Regions from separate parts of the Sus scrofa genome. Here region 1 is linked to region 2. The links are chromatin contacts, called in public Hi-C maps. All regions are on one chromosome and are shown on one strand. The core of a region is the stretch at or near the end of the contact, and the rest is flanking DNA. Distances in the headings are between cores, read along the strand shown.

Region 1 (6,633 bases), core at 1,792-4,291, 47 kb before region 2:
AAAGCAGCTATCAGAACAGAAAAAGCAAATGAAAACTCCTGCCCCCTGGGTGATGAGTCAGAAACGTCAGCTCCTCAGAACCAGACAAGCTCTGTAATTAGCGCACTGTAGACACCTGGCAGAGGCGGCGCCCACTGGCCGTCTGTGCAGGATGGCACAATGTGCCTCGTCGGGCCCCTTCCCCCCGGGGTCCCCGCAAGCCCAGAAGCTCAAACGGGACTTGTGGTCAGAAGCGGGTGAGAGGATGGAGTGTGCTGGGCTTTCTGGGAGGCTGGAAGCATCTAATCATATACCCAAGGTGTGGCTAAATCAAAATAGATATTTTAAATCTGCTGTTGGATGGGGACATCCTACAAGGCCAGCTTGAGAGAGGTAGTGGTGTTCAGAGAGAGGGGACCCAGGGGAAATCTGACAAGGGAGGAGCAAAGAACACATGTGAATTCCTAACACCAGAGAAGACACCAGAGTTTGCACTTTCTTGGGAGTTCCCGCTGTGGCATGGTGGCTTAAGGATCTGGTGTTGCTGCAGCTGCAGCATAGGGTGCAGCTCTGGCACAGATTTGATCCCTGGCCCAGGAACTTCCATATGCCACAGGTGCGGCAGAAAAAGAAAAAAAAAAAAAGAGTTCACACTTTTTGGGGAGCCTGACCTACATGTTCCCCAGATGGAGCCCTGCTGACACCCCATGAAACTGATTTGAGATATCTGACCTGCAGAAATGTGAAATAATAAAATCATGTTGTTTTAAGCCACCAAATTTGTGGTGATCTCTTTCTCTCTCCCTCTTTTTTTTTTTTTTTCTTTTTTTCTTTTTAGAGCTGCACTCTCAGTCTGAGCTGTAGCCGCTGGCCTACACTGCAGCCACAGCAACATGGGATCCAGGCCGCATCTGCAACTTACACCACAGCTCATGGCAACGCTGGGTCCTGAACTGAGTGAGCAAGGCCAGGGACCAAACCTGCATCCTCACAGATGCTAGTCAGGTGCGTTTCCGCTGAGTCACGACGGGAACTCTGATCTCTTAAAGCAACAACAGGAAACTTTGATAGGATTGAAAGTAAGCTACTAAGCAAAATATGAGACAGTGTGTATAGATGTATGACTGGGTCAATTTGCTGTACAGCAGAAATTGACAGAACAATGTAAATCAACCATAATTTAAAAAAAAAAAAAAAAAAAAGGAGTTCCTATCATGGCACAGTGGTAACGAATCAGAATAGGAACCATGAGGTTGCAGATTCAATCCCTGGCCTTGCTCAGTGGGTTAAGGATCCCGCGTTGCCATGAGCTGTGGTGTAGATCACAGACATGGCTCAGATCTGGCGATGCTGTGGCTGTGGTGTAGGCCGGCAGCTGTAGCTCCCATTAGATCCCTAGCCTGGGAACCTCCCTATGCTGCAAGTGTGGCCCTAAAAAAGCAAAAAATAAAATAAAATAAAATAAATTAAAAAACTGCAAGGCAAATACTCCCAGTGGTACCTGACTGATCTAGGAGGTACCTGGAGTCACGTTACATAAGAGGACGTTATCTTCTCTGTCTTCTTACTACTTTCCGATTATATCAAGCAGTTATGGTCCTGATCTGTTTGTTTGTTTGTTTGGCTGTGGCATGCAGCAGCTTTATGTGGGATCTCAGTTCCCAGACCAGGGACTGAACCCGGGCCACAGGAGTGAAAGCTGAAAGCACCCAATCCTAACCACTGGACCACCAGGGAACTCCATCCATTTCTTCTCCCCCTGCCCCCGATCATTTTTTAACACCTATGTATCTGTTGTTAACCTTTCTTAGTTAGGAAAGAGCAGTCCTAGGGCTCAAAACCTCCTGCAAACAACCATTTGAAATATGCATTTAATAACATTCTTATTTTTAATCATATCTAGTTTTTAACTGGGTCACTTATGACAAAAAATGTTGATCTTCAATTTACTTTATAAATTTGTAGTTTGAAATAAATTGTATTTATTTTTTCTTTTGAATGAATGCATTTATATTAAAAAAAAAGTAGATTTAAGGAAAAATGTTCAGTGAATAGTGCAGGATGTACACACCTACCAGCAAAAAGCGTGTAGACGAGGTATGGGCCATAAAGCTTAGGATACACTGGCTTAGCCGTAGGTAGATAGAGAACTGGGCTTCTGATGGGATTTAGCAGGTATTTGACAGCCCAGTATCTGAAGGTCCTCCCTTTGTCTGGAGAATTCCCTTCCTTCTGAGTCTCTGGTTGGTTTGCAAAACTTACCTCCTACTGTAAAAACAGACAATACTGGAGTTCCCATCGTGGTGCAGCAGTTAACAAGCCCGACTAGAATCCATGAGGATGCGGGTTTGATCCCTCACTCAGTGGGTTAAGGATCCGGCCTTGCCGTGAGCTGTGGTGTAGGTCGCAGATGCGGCTCGGATCCCTCATTGCTGTGGCTCTGGCATAGGCAGGTGGCTACAGCTCCGATTAGACCCCTAGCCTGGGAACCTCCACATGCCGCGGGAGCGGCCCTAAAAAGATCAAAACAAAACAAAACGAACAATACTGACAATGCCTGCTAATCATCTCCCAGCCTCCCTTGCAGTGAGGCCAAGGTCATGTGACCCAGACATCATCAATCAGATGCACTGTGCCTGGCTTTGAATCTAAAGCTGTAGGGGTAGGAATTCCCTGGTAGCTCGGAGGGTTAAGGAACCAGCATTATCACTGCTGTGGCTCGGGTTCGATCCCTGGCCTGGGAACTTCCACAGGTCTAGGGTGCTGCCAAAAACAAAAAATAAAATTTTAAATTAAAAAACTTTAAAGACATATGGGTGGCACGGATACAGATCAAGTCCTTGGTATAAGTGCCACCACCTTGTGTGGTTTCCTTACCAAAGAGTGTTCTGAGAAGAAATATGAGGCAATGGGGGTGGGGCTGGGGGTAGTGACCTGATTTCCTTTTAATAAATTCCTTTTCTGTGTACATTAGCCAGAGACACTGTTGCTTGCAGCTAAGGACCCTGACTGACACTACATTTGGGTGCTACAAGCCACAGGCACAGGTGGCAGCACAGAGGGCAGCCGGGATCTGCGGTTCCAGCCTGGGAAGCAGGGGCCCTGGCTTTGCTATTGCAAAACATTTGGTTTACACCAAGGTTTGGCAAACGTTCTGTAAAAGGCCAGCTAGTAAATGTTTCACATGTGGGTCCGTATGGTCTCTTTTTCGGCAACTCAACCCTGACTTTGAAAGCAGCCTTGAGCAATATGCAAATTAGCAGGTGGCTGCAGGCCAGTAAAACTTCGTTTACAAAATCCAGTGGTGGGCTGGACATGGACCGCGGTTTAACCCTGGTTTAAACTCTTCCCTAATCCGTACCAGCCAGTGACCAGTGAATGTTCTCAGTTTCAGAAAAACTTGTAGAAACACATCAGGATGTTGCCAGGTTCACCTTCACAGAGGCTTCAGTAAGCCGCTACAAGAAGTCGATCACTGGCCAGGATGGTTCATTTAATGACCAAAATGGAAGATAGCATGGCTTTACTGAGGTTCTTTCTGCCCGAGGCTTGTAATCTAAACTGGTGGAGCATCTAATGGTCTGGAGATTTACAGGGACAGGCAAGTCCAGTTCTAGCCAGAGGCTGGTAAACTTTATTTGTAAAGTAAAATTGTAAGTATTTTAGGTGTTACAGGCCACATTAGGTCTTTGCGGCATATTCTTCTCTGCCTTTCTTATAATGTTAAGACTGAAAAAGCACTCTTGGCTTGAGGGCCACAAAAAAGGCAAGACTTTGGCCAGCAAGCCAGTAGTTTGCTCCACCTGGCTCTAGACTAAAGATCCATGTTGCGGAGGCAAAAAGCTGAGCAGAAGAGAGGATACATGGGATTCAGAAAGAGACCTTCCAGGCAGAGGACCAGCCTGGGGACATAGCTTGGGTCAAGGGCTGGGAGGCAGGAATTCTCAGGTTCAAAGATGAGGTCCACTTTCTATAAGACAGGAAAGCAAACACCACCCAGCTACTCTGTCACTGGATTCCTGAGTGTCAACATTTGTGTGACAATAAATGTTTGTTGTTTAAAAAAGCAATCCAGGAGTTCCATCATGGCTCAGTGGTTAACGAATCCGTCTAGGAACCATGAGGTTGCGGGTTTGATCCCTGGCCTCTCTCAGTGGGTTAAGGATCCGGCCTTGCCGTGAACTGTGGGGTAGGTCGTAGACAGCTTGGATCCTGCATTGCTGTGGCTCTGGTGTAGGCTGGCAGCTACAGCTCCGATTAGACCCCTAGCCTGGGAACCTCCATATGCCGCAGGAGCAGCCCTAGAAAAGGCAAAAAGACAAAAAAATTAAAAATAATAATAATAAAAAACAATCCAGGAGTTCCCATTGTGGCTCATCGGTAATGAGCCCGACTAGTATCTATGAGGTTTTGGGTTCAATCCCCCGCCCTGCTCAGTGGGTCAAGGATCCGGCATTGCCATGAGCTTTGGTGTAGGTCGCAGATGCATCTCGGATTCTGCATTGCTGTAGATGTGGTTTAGGCTGGCAGCTATAGTTCAGCTTCGAACCCTAGCGTGGGATCTTCTATATGCTGTAGGTGTGGCTCTAAAAAGCAATAAAATAAAATAAAATAAAATAAAATAAAATAAAATAAAATAAAATAAAATAAAATAAAATAAAATAAAATAAAATAAAATAAAATAAAATAAAATAAAATAAAATAAAACAAAATAATAAAATAAAATAAACCCACGATCCAGATAAGATCTCTGATGTGCATGGCCTTGCATGACCAAAGGAACTGAGAAGTTCCTGAGCCAATCCGCCCTGAGATTCTTCTGGGAAACTAGGCTTTGTGCCCACAGGAACGGGGAGGGGGCCCTCCCCTCCATTGCCTTAGATCCAGAGGACTGTGGCCTAGAAAGATCATCCCAGTGAGTGGAACCCAGGGCCCTGCTTTGACCAACCATGGATCTTACCCCCACCAGGGAAGGAAGTTTCTGGTATTTGTAACCGCAGTGAAACTTGGGCCATTGGGCATTGATGCTCATTCTGCTCATCTGTTTTCCAAAGCGGACCGTGTAGGCATCCTCTTCCTCTCCCCCAGCCCATAGGGGGTGCATTTGCGAGTATACGACTTACCTTTTAGTCACGGGCTGCTGGGCCACAAGAAGCCACCCTGGGCCCGACGGAGAGGATCGCTACACATCACCAAGCGATCCTGGAGTGATTGTGACGTTGGGCTGTGGACCTCCTGGGAAGGGGTTCCTGCATTTCCTGAACGTCTAGGAATGGCTTAACTTCTGAGGAAGTTGTGCCTGCACGTTTGGCAGCAAAGGGATGGGCTTCGTTGCCCGCCTCCCTGTCGATGCCCTCTTCCCTTTGCTGAGAGTGTGGTTCAGGAATCTCTCCCGCTCAGAGGAACGGGAATCTGCCTCCCAGCTCAGAGGTCCATGCTGGGCGCAGTCATTCACTGCTAAGTCACCTCTGCCAGTGACAGGGTGAGGTGTGAAAACTGCAGTCCTCAGGCTAACGACATCAGGAAGACTTGGCTGAAGGGCTTCTGCGGAATCTCTCTTGTTCCTGACGAAAGACCTAGAAAAAGTCAGTTCCCCTCTTACCTGATTAAGCCAGGAGATGGCAACGTTCTCCTCGAACCAGAGTCCTGAAAGTTTTGCAGGCCACGCACATTGGGCGGTGACTCTGCCATCGTAGCCTAAAGGCAGCCACGCGCAGTATCAAAGCTGACAGGCACGCCTGGGTTCCAATAAAACCTTATTTATGGACAGTGAAACTTGAATTGCCTCTAATTTTCATGTGTCACCAAGTATTCTTCTTTTTACTGATTGATTTTTTTCGAAATTGGAACTCAGATGCCTAGATCGGAGCAGGGATCAGGTTTCTCATGACGCACCTAATACAATGCTTAGGCCTTCATTTGAGCACGAATATTTGGTGAATGAATATTTACAAAATCCTTGTGACAAATTGACTCTTTTATCATTATAAATATTTATGCCCTCAACAGTGTGGAACACCTAAATATATAAAGCCAACACGAATAGAGGTGAAGAAAGAAGCAGACAGCAATACAATAAGAGTAGAGGGCCTCCATACTCCAAATGAATAGATCATCCAGACGGAAAATCAGTCAGGAAACATTGGATTTGGTCTACACTTCAGACCCAGTGGACCTGACAGACGTACCCAGAACACTGCATCCCCCCAGCAGCAGAATAGGTGCTCTTCTCAAGTGTATGTGGAACATTCTTCAGGGGAAGACTTATGTTGGGCCACAAATAGTAGCTTAATTTCCTGATTGGAAGAAATAGAGTGGACTGCTCTGGGGTGCCCACCAGCCACCCGCCCCAGGGACAAAAGCCAAAATAAAACTAGAAACACAAAGAAAATTGACAGTGGCCCCTGAAGGTTTTCGTTTGCAACCCCCGAATGTGGGTCTTCAAGAGAGACAGAGGGTTTTTGCTACTTTGGGCATTCCTTAGGGAAAAATTCAAGAGCTCTCTCGCGCTCTCTCTGGTTGAATTTTTCTTTTTTTAGGAGAGTATGCTATTATGATAATTTTATTTCCATCATCACCCAACTCTTTAAAGCAGGAGTCTTTATTAAAGACAGACAAAAGAAGGAGTTCCCGTTGTGGCTCAGCAGTAACGAA
Region 2 (6,546 bases), core at 3,370-5,869:
GCTTTGGGAAACATTTATTAGAATAAGATAAATGAGACTTCAAGTCATATTTATTCACTGCAAAAAAAAATTTTTTTTTAAATGTCTGCACCTGCAACATATGGAAGTTCCCAGGCTAGAGGTTGAATCAGAGCTGCAGCTGCCAGCCTGACCACAGCCACAGGAATGAGGGATCCCTGAGTGAGGCCAGGGTCCAAATCCTCATACTCACGGACACTATGTCAGGTTCTTAACCTGCTTAGCCACAACGGGAACTCCTTCACTGAAAAAATTTTAACTAATTTCATTTTAAGGAAAGATAGCCCTCCAGAGATGTTTACAATCAGAAGCATCAGAGACAGCAATCTTCAAAGAAACTTCTCCATTGGGCCAACTAATTTGATCTTGGGTTACAAGCAGTTTGCACCAAGGAACTTAACATGTCCATCTCCACATCCTGCAGGGCGATAGATGTTTCACATCCAAATGTCTCAGAACAATCGTGATGCCAAATAGCCCCCTGGGGACCCCTTCCCTCAGCTCAGATCCAGAAGTGCTAGGAAGCTTCTAGAAGCTGATGTCATCCGACCTGTCCATGGAGGGCAGGAAGTTGGGCAGTCTCTTCCCCTCAGTCTCTCCTTTAGAGCAAGAGAAGCCCAGCTTCCCAAGGAAGGTGAGAGCCCTGGGAATTCAATTATTCAGGCCAACAACTCCTCTTAAAGTCCTTGGAAAGACCATGTGAACAAACCAGCAGTGTCTTGGGAGGGGAAGAAGGTTCTCCTCCAGCCCCCACCTCCCTCCTTCCCGCCCCAGGATGGACGACACCCCCAGAGCCAGGAGTGACCCGATGCCAATGGGAAGTGCCCCACTACAAGAGCACAGTTCCCTGCCCACTTTTCTCAGATCGGCATGAGAGCGTGGAAACGCATCATCCCGGATGGATGGTATAGGCCACAAGGGCTCCTGACCCTGGGGACCCAACCTGGGAACCCACCGACCACTCCCAGCCAGCGAACTTCTCCTCAGTGAGTCCCTGGACCCTGATCTAGTTCAGGGACTGCCTCCGACTCGCTGAGTGACCTCGGGTGAGTCACTCCGCCTCTCTGAGCATCCCTTGCTGTCAAACTGGGACTTTCTAAGGCCTTTATGCCCCTGGAATTCTTCAATCTTAGCCCATGGCTGCCCTAAATGCAGACAGCATTCACTCCTCTAGGCCTCTGCCCAAGGCTTGGCTTCCTGGAAGAGTTCCAGTGACTCCACACAGAGCAAAGCTAGTGCCGTCGTCATCACCAACACCACAGCCACCGCCACTGTGGGTGTCAGGTTACCAGGCCGGCACCCTCGCTGGGTGGCAGGATATTTTTAGACTCCCTCTCAGCCTGTCCCTAACAAGAGCCAGATGCATCCGACAACTCCCGCCAGGGGTCAGCCCTGCCACAGCTGCATTCTTCGGGTAACTCCTGCAGGCAGTCGAGTCCATCGCTCCTGGGGTGAGAAGGGGAGCCTCCTCTCCCCCCTCCCCACCTCCCCTTCCATCCTTTCCTGGGAAGAATGAAGCCAACATCCAAGAGTCAGGTCCCCAGCTCTATCTCAGGGGCCAGCTGCTCTCGTTCCTGGTTCCAGCTGCTGCTGCCAATCGCCAAGCCCAGTAAGACGTCCCGGAGGCCTCCTGCACTGAAGTCCTGCCACTGACCTTTAAGTGCCTCTTCTGGAAGGGCTCTGGTCCCCAGGCCCCACACCCTGGACCACACCCCACCTTTAGGGGATGGCTGCCACCCCTCTGTGGATGGAGAGCCCAGTCCCCCCGGGCCCCCTTAGCCCCTGAACCCCGTATCAGAGAACCCACATGTCCGCAGAGCTGCGTAGTGGACACTTGTTGCAACACACACACACACACACACACACACACACACACACACACACACACGATTATCTGCCCGCCCCCGTGCTGGACTCCTGCCTTCTAAACAAATCCCGCCAAGCGGCCAGTAATCCACTGCCACCCCATTGGCCTGGAAAGGCATTCATGTATTTTTGTCTCGACAGACTTCCCTTCCCGGTCATGTCTGGCGGCAGAGTTTACTATGACAAAGAGCCAGGCCCAGCGGTGACACCACCACCCCCACCCCCCGCCCCCGGGCATCCACCAGGAAGGTCGCAGAGGGCAGGGGAGTCAGTGTGGGCCTGGGGTGACAATTTGGCCAGTTGAGCCTCCCTGTGAATCACTTGTTGCTGGAAAATTGCGTCTGTGCGCACAGACATGTGGTTTTTAGCTTTTGCCCTGAAGACATGATGCACGAGGCAGAGAAGAAATCTAGGGGACACACTCATGTTCCAGAAACAAAGGGCCCGAGAAACCACTTGTGTGTGTAGGGGGACGAAGGCCAGGACAGAACGGTTGTGCCCTATGTTTACTATTAGATGCAAGGGACCCTGTCGCTCCTCAAGAGCTGAGGGCCAGGAAGCCCGAAGAGGGCGCAGCCCCTCCCCCTGGGTGGGGCCCAGCAGTGCCAGCCCTGAGCCTCCCCTCCCGCTGGCCCTGCCCTCACCAGTCCCGAGGGCCACCTCCGTGGCTTCCAACACAAACACCAGTCCCCAGATTCAGGTGCATCTCAGTCTCCCCACTGGAGGGACGGACAGACGTGGCTCCAGGCCTGAAGCGGCGGATCCCATAACCCTCGGTGGGAAAACAGGTCTGCATTCTCCTGCCACCCCCATGTCCCTTCCTCTGCTGTGAGCCTGGCATCTGCCAAAGCCCCCATGGGCATCTGGGCCCTGATTTCCCCAGAAGGATCCCCCCTCCACTCCGCAAACACCCACTGAGGCACCTCTGGGTGGAAAAAAGGGGAGGGCTTGGGGAGATGCAAATGGAAGTTCAAATCTGGCTCTTGGAACTTCCTGGCTCAAGGGCCCTGAGACACTGACTTAGGTTCACTGGCCTGGTTTTGCCCACCTGCAGCCCGGAGTGGGGATGGAACGACTAATGCTGTGGGGGGCTGCCAGGTGCAGCGCCCAGCAGAGGCTCCAGCAGCTCTCGGTTCACTTTCTTGTCCCTTCCCAACTCCTGGGGAAACCCAGCTCCCGTCCCTTCCTTCCACTTCCTTATGCTGAGGCCAGATTCCAGGGAGTGGTGGCCAGTGACAGGGAGCGGCCTCTGGGACATCCAACCCCTTCGGCCTGAAGCATAGAGGTGGCTGGAGACTCTCGTGGTTTAATTATGGTAAAATATACAAAGCATAATTCTGATCATTTTCACCACTTGTAAGTGTAGAATTCAGTGGCATCTGAATACATCTACAATATCGTGTAACCAATGCCACTACCTACACCCCAAATTTCCATCCTCCCCAACAAAGACTCTGTACCTATTAAGCAAAACCCCCCATCTCTCTGCCCCACAATCCTCCTTTCCAGCGCTGGGAGGGGTCCTATTCCAGGTGCCTCTTATCAGGAAATCATACAGTATTTGGGCCACTGGCTTCTTAAGACCCTCTCTGGGCCCCTTACCTTATTACTTTCTGCCTGTCACTCTTTAGGCTTGTCACTGCATTTTAGACACAGCAAGGGTACAAGGTCGCTCCACCCCACATCACAGCTTTGGAGCTTGGGAGGGACACTGCCCCCTTTCCCAAATCTGAAGCTGGACTGTCATTCTTGTTCCGAAGGAAGAGATGAGCTCTGTGGCTTAGAGGGAGAGCTTTGCGCTGCGGGGGTCTCCCTCGGGCACAGGTGCCCCCAACTAATCTCCACCTAGGAAGTTCCCACACCAGCCCCAAATTAGGCCCTCCCCGGGGTGCATTCAGGACCCTGGATTTGGGGAGAATATAGAGTCCTTCTATCACGAGCACTAGCCTCCCCGTTCTCTGGACCCATGGATGGCGCTCTCAAAGCCCGCGAAGCCCAACCAGAGTGGAGAGGGGATCACCCAAGCGGTGCCACCAGCTCCCCCACCGCCCCAGACCCACAGCCGTTGCTCCTCGCCGCTAGGGGGCGCCACGGAGCCGCCGCCGCCGCCGCCGCGGGGGCCGAGACGGGACCCACGGACCCGGCCCGGGCGCAGCCTGTCCCGCGCGCTGGGCGAGGCGGAGGGCCGTGCGCCAAGACGCCAGGGGCCTTCACGCAACGAGAGGGGGGCTGGCCTGGACTCCGAGAGCCCTGGGAGTGGAGTTGGCGGGACCGAGGGGAGTCGCCCTGACTCCTCCCCAAACTTTTCCCGCCCGCCTCGGCGCAAGAGGCGAAGGAAGCAGTCCGGGGGTGGGGAGGTGGAATTCCAGGTCCCGAGCGAACTCGACGCAGGCGGGACGTCTGCGCCCTCGCAGTCTGGCCGAGGGACAGGGGCTTTTCGGCCCCATGGGCCTCGGCCCCTCCCTGCCCGCTACCAATTGCAGGCACCTCCCTGGGTCCGGTAGGTGCAGGGGCCGCTCGCGTCCCCGCTGCCCCGGCGCTCCCTGCCCCGAGCTCCCAGACCTGCGCGCGGCTCCCGGGCGCGACCCCGACTCACCGGGCGCTGGCGGCTGGACGGACCGACCGGCTGGGGCGCGAGGCGAGGCCGCCGGGCTGTTTTGAAGCTCTGGGCTGGGACTGCGCGCCCTCCCTCCTCCCTCTCGGTGGCGCCGAGCCTCCTCCCCACGTCCCCCCTCCTTCCCGATCCCGCCTCCCGGGGTGTGATGTCAGGAGCGGGGAAGCGGAGTGGGAGGAACCACGGGAGGCGGGTGGGGGCCGCTGGAGAGAAAGGCCGGAGCCCGGGGAGCGACCCCAGCCCCAGCCCGCCTTCCTTCGAGCTTCCTCCGAGCTGGAAGGCTCTCTGCGCTGCGCCCACTCTGGAAGTTTCCAGCTTCCCCTTCTCCTTCGCATCTTCTCCCCAGTTCTCTTCTCTCAGGGTAAGGGTTAAGGACCAGGGTTCTGGAATCCTTACTTTAGAACCCCTTCCCTAGCACTTTTCATTACTTAGGGATCTTCTGCTTAATCTTTCCTACCTCAGTTTCCCCTCTGGAAATGGGAGTCACGATAGGACTGATTTCCTGCAAGGGTCATAGGCGCGCAGTGCCTGGTACATAGTAAGTGCTCGATCAGCCTCAGCTGTGGTTATTTTTCCTATTTGACATAGAGTCCCTGGCCTTGGTGGGAGGTGGCCAGGCAACCAGGGATCCATTAGGACTCCACCAGAGTCTGCCCAGCCCATGCCCCCCGCCCAGGCACACCCGCACACAAAACACCAGCCGTATCTTTTGAAACCACGACCCTGGAATTTATTGTCCCTGGAAATAACATCAAAAGACAAACCACCCCAAGTCTTGCTCTCCAGCCCCCAGTGTCCCCATTTAGAAACTGAGAGGGTTCCTCTGGGCTGGAGGCTCTTGCAGGCTACAGGAAAAAGCCAGAGGGGCCTGAGCCTCAGCGGTGGGGTGTGCAGGAAGAGGAGAATTTACTGTATTGAAAAAGGGAAGAAATTCCAAACCAGGACCACAGCATATTACAGTATATTTTAAAGCTTTTAATTTAACATGTTAATGTTATTTGCACCCACCCCAAAATATAAGGCAATGGACTTGTGCCACTAACAAAAGAATCAGAAATCCTCTCAAGAAATGCTAACTTATTGTGCAGTAGCTGGTCTAGCTGAGAAGCCATGCTTAAATTTTCTGATGCCCAGTCTCTCTCTCTCTCTTTTTTTTTTTTTTTTTGTCTTTTTTTTGTCTTTTTAGGGATGCACCTGCAGCACATGGAAATTCCCAGGCTAGCCGTCCTACACCACAGCCACAGCAACGCCATATCCCAGCTGTGTCTTCGACCTACTCTGCAGCTCACAGCAACACCGGATCTTTAACCCACTGAGTGAGGCCAGGGATTGAACTGGCATCCTCATAGATACTAGTTAAGGTCGTTATTGCTGAGCTATGACGGCAATGCTCCAGACATTTTTCAATCTTGTTGCAGAGTTCTGCAAAGAGAGAGCCTCCTTGGGTCTAAATTAGAGATCTGAGGGAGATCTGGGGCCCCTTGCAAAGGGCTACCCCAAGACCCAAGTCTTGAGGTCCCTCAGCTGCTCTAGTGTCTGATCTGCCACATCTTTTTAAATTCTGATATTCTATGGCTAGTCAAGACTTTCATTTCCCAAGCAAGAGAGGGGGCAGAAAGGTGTTCATTTTGAGCTGAGGCCCCACGTAAAAGGGGAGGACAGTGGGGTCTGGCTGCCACAGAGGAGGCCATACAGGGCCCAGTCACCAGCAGGGATGGGGATGCTTGCCTGTCCCATGGCCACCTGAGAACGCCCAGAAGGCTCTGGCAGAATGGACACCTGCAGCAGGTGGGTTTCTTCCCTTTGCTGAGCCCTCACTCTGTGCCAGTTACTTTACAAGCCCTGCCATCTGTGTGACCCAGCAGCCCATGAAGAAACTGAGGCTCAGAGAAGCTACTTCAATAACTTGCCCAAAGTCCCTATTTGGGTGGGAGCTTGGATTTGAACCTGGCTCACCTCTTCCCATTACATTGCACTTTGCAAAATGTTAACCAGGGTCCAGCCATGATTTTTATCATATCCACAGGCCACCTGAACTAGTATACACT

The links. Hi-C and Micro-C count contacts between places; a contact is called where the count stands out from the background.
Region 1: a contact with region 2 is called in a Hi-C map of liver, with 4 times the contacts expected there. A contact is called at or near these places in 1 of 5 promoter capture datasets (liver), 13 of 47 Hi-C or Micro-C datasets (alveolar macrophages, embryonic fibroblasts, fetal heart ventricle and 5 more) and 1 of 2 datasets of targeted methods (skeletal muscle).

What each region holds. Positions count from the first base shown.
Region 1 is chr3:32,494,194-32,500,826 of Sscrofa11.1, reverse strand. No RefSeq gene overlaps it. Among named protein-coding and RNA genes, the nearest start is that of EMP2, 47 kb to the right of the region's middle.
Region 2 is chr3:32,448,575-32,455,120 of Sscrofa11.1, reverse strand. EMP2 (epithelial membrane protein 2) reads right to left here and starts at 4,619. Exons shown (of 5, transcript XM_021086642.1): 1 at 4,481-4,619.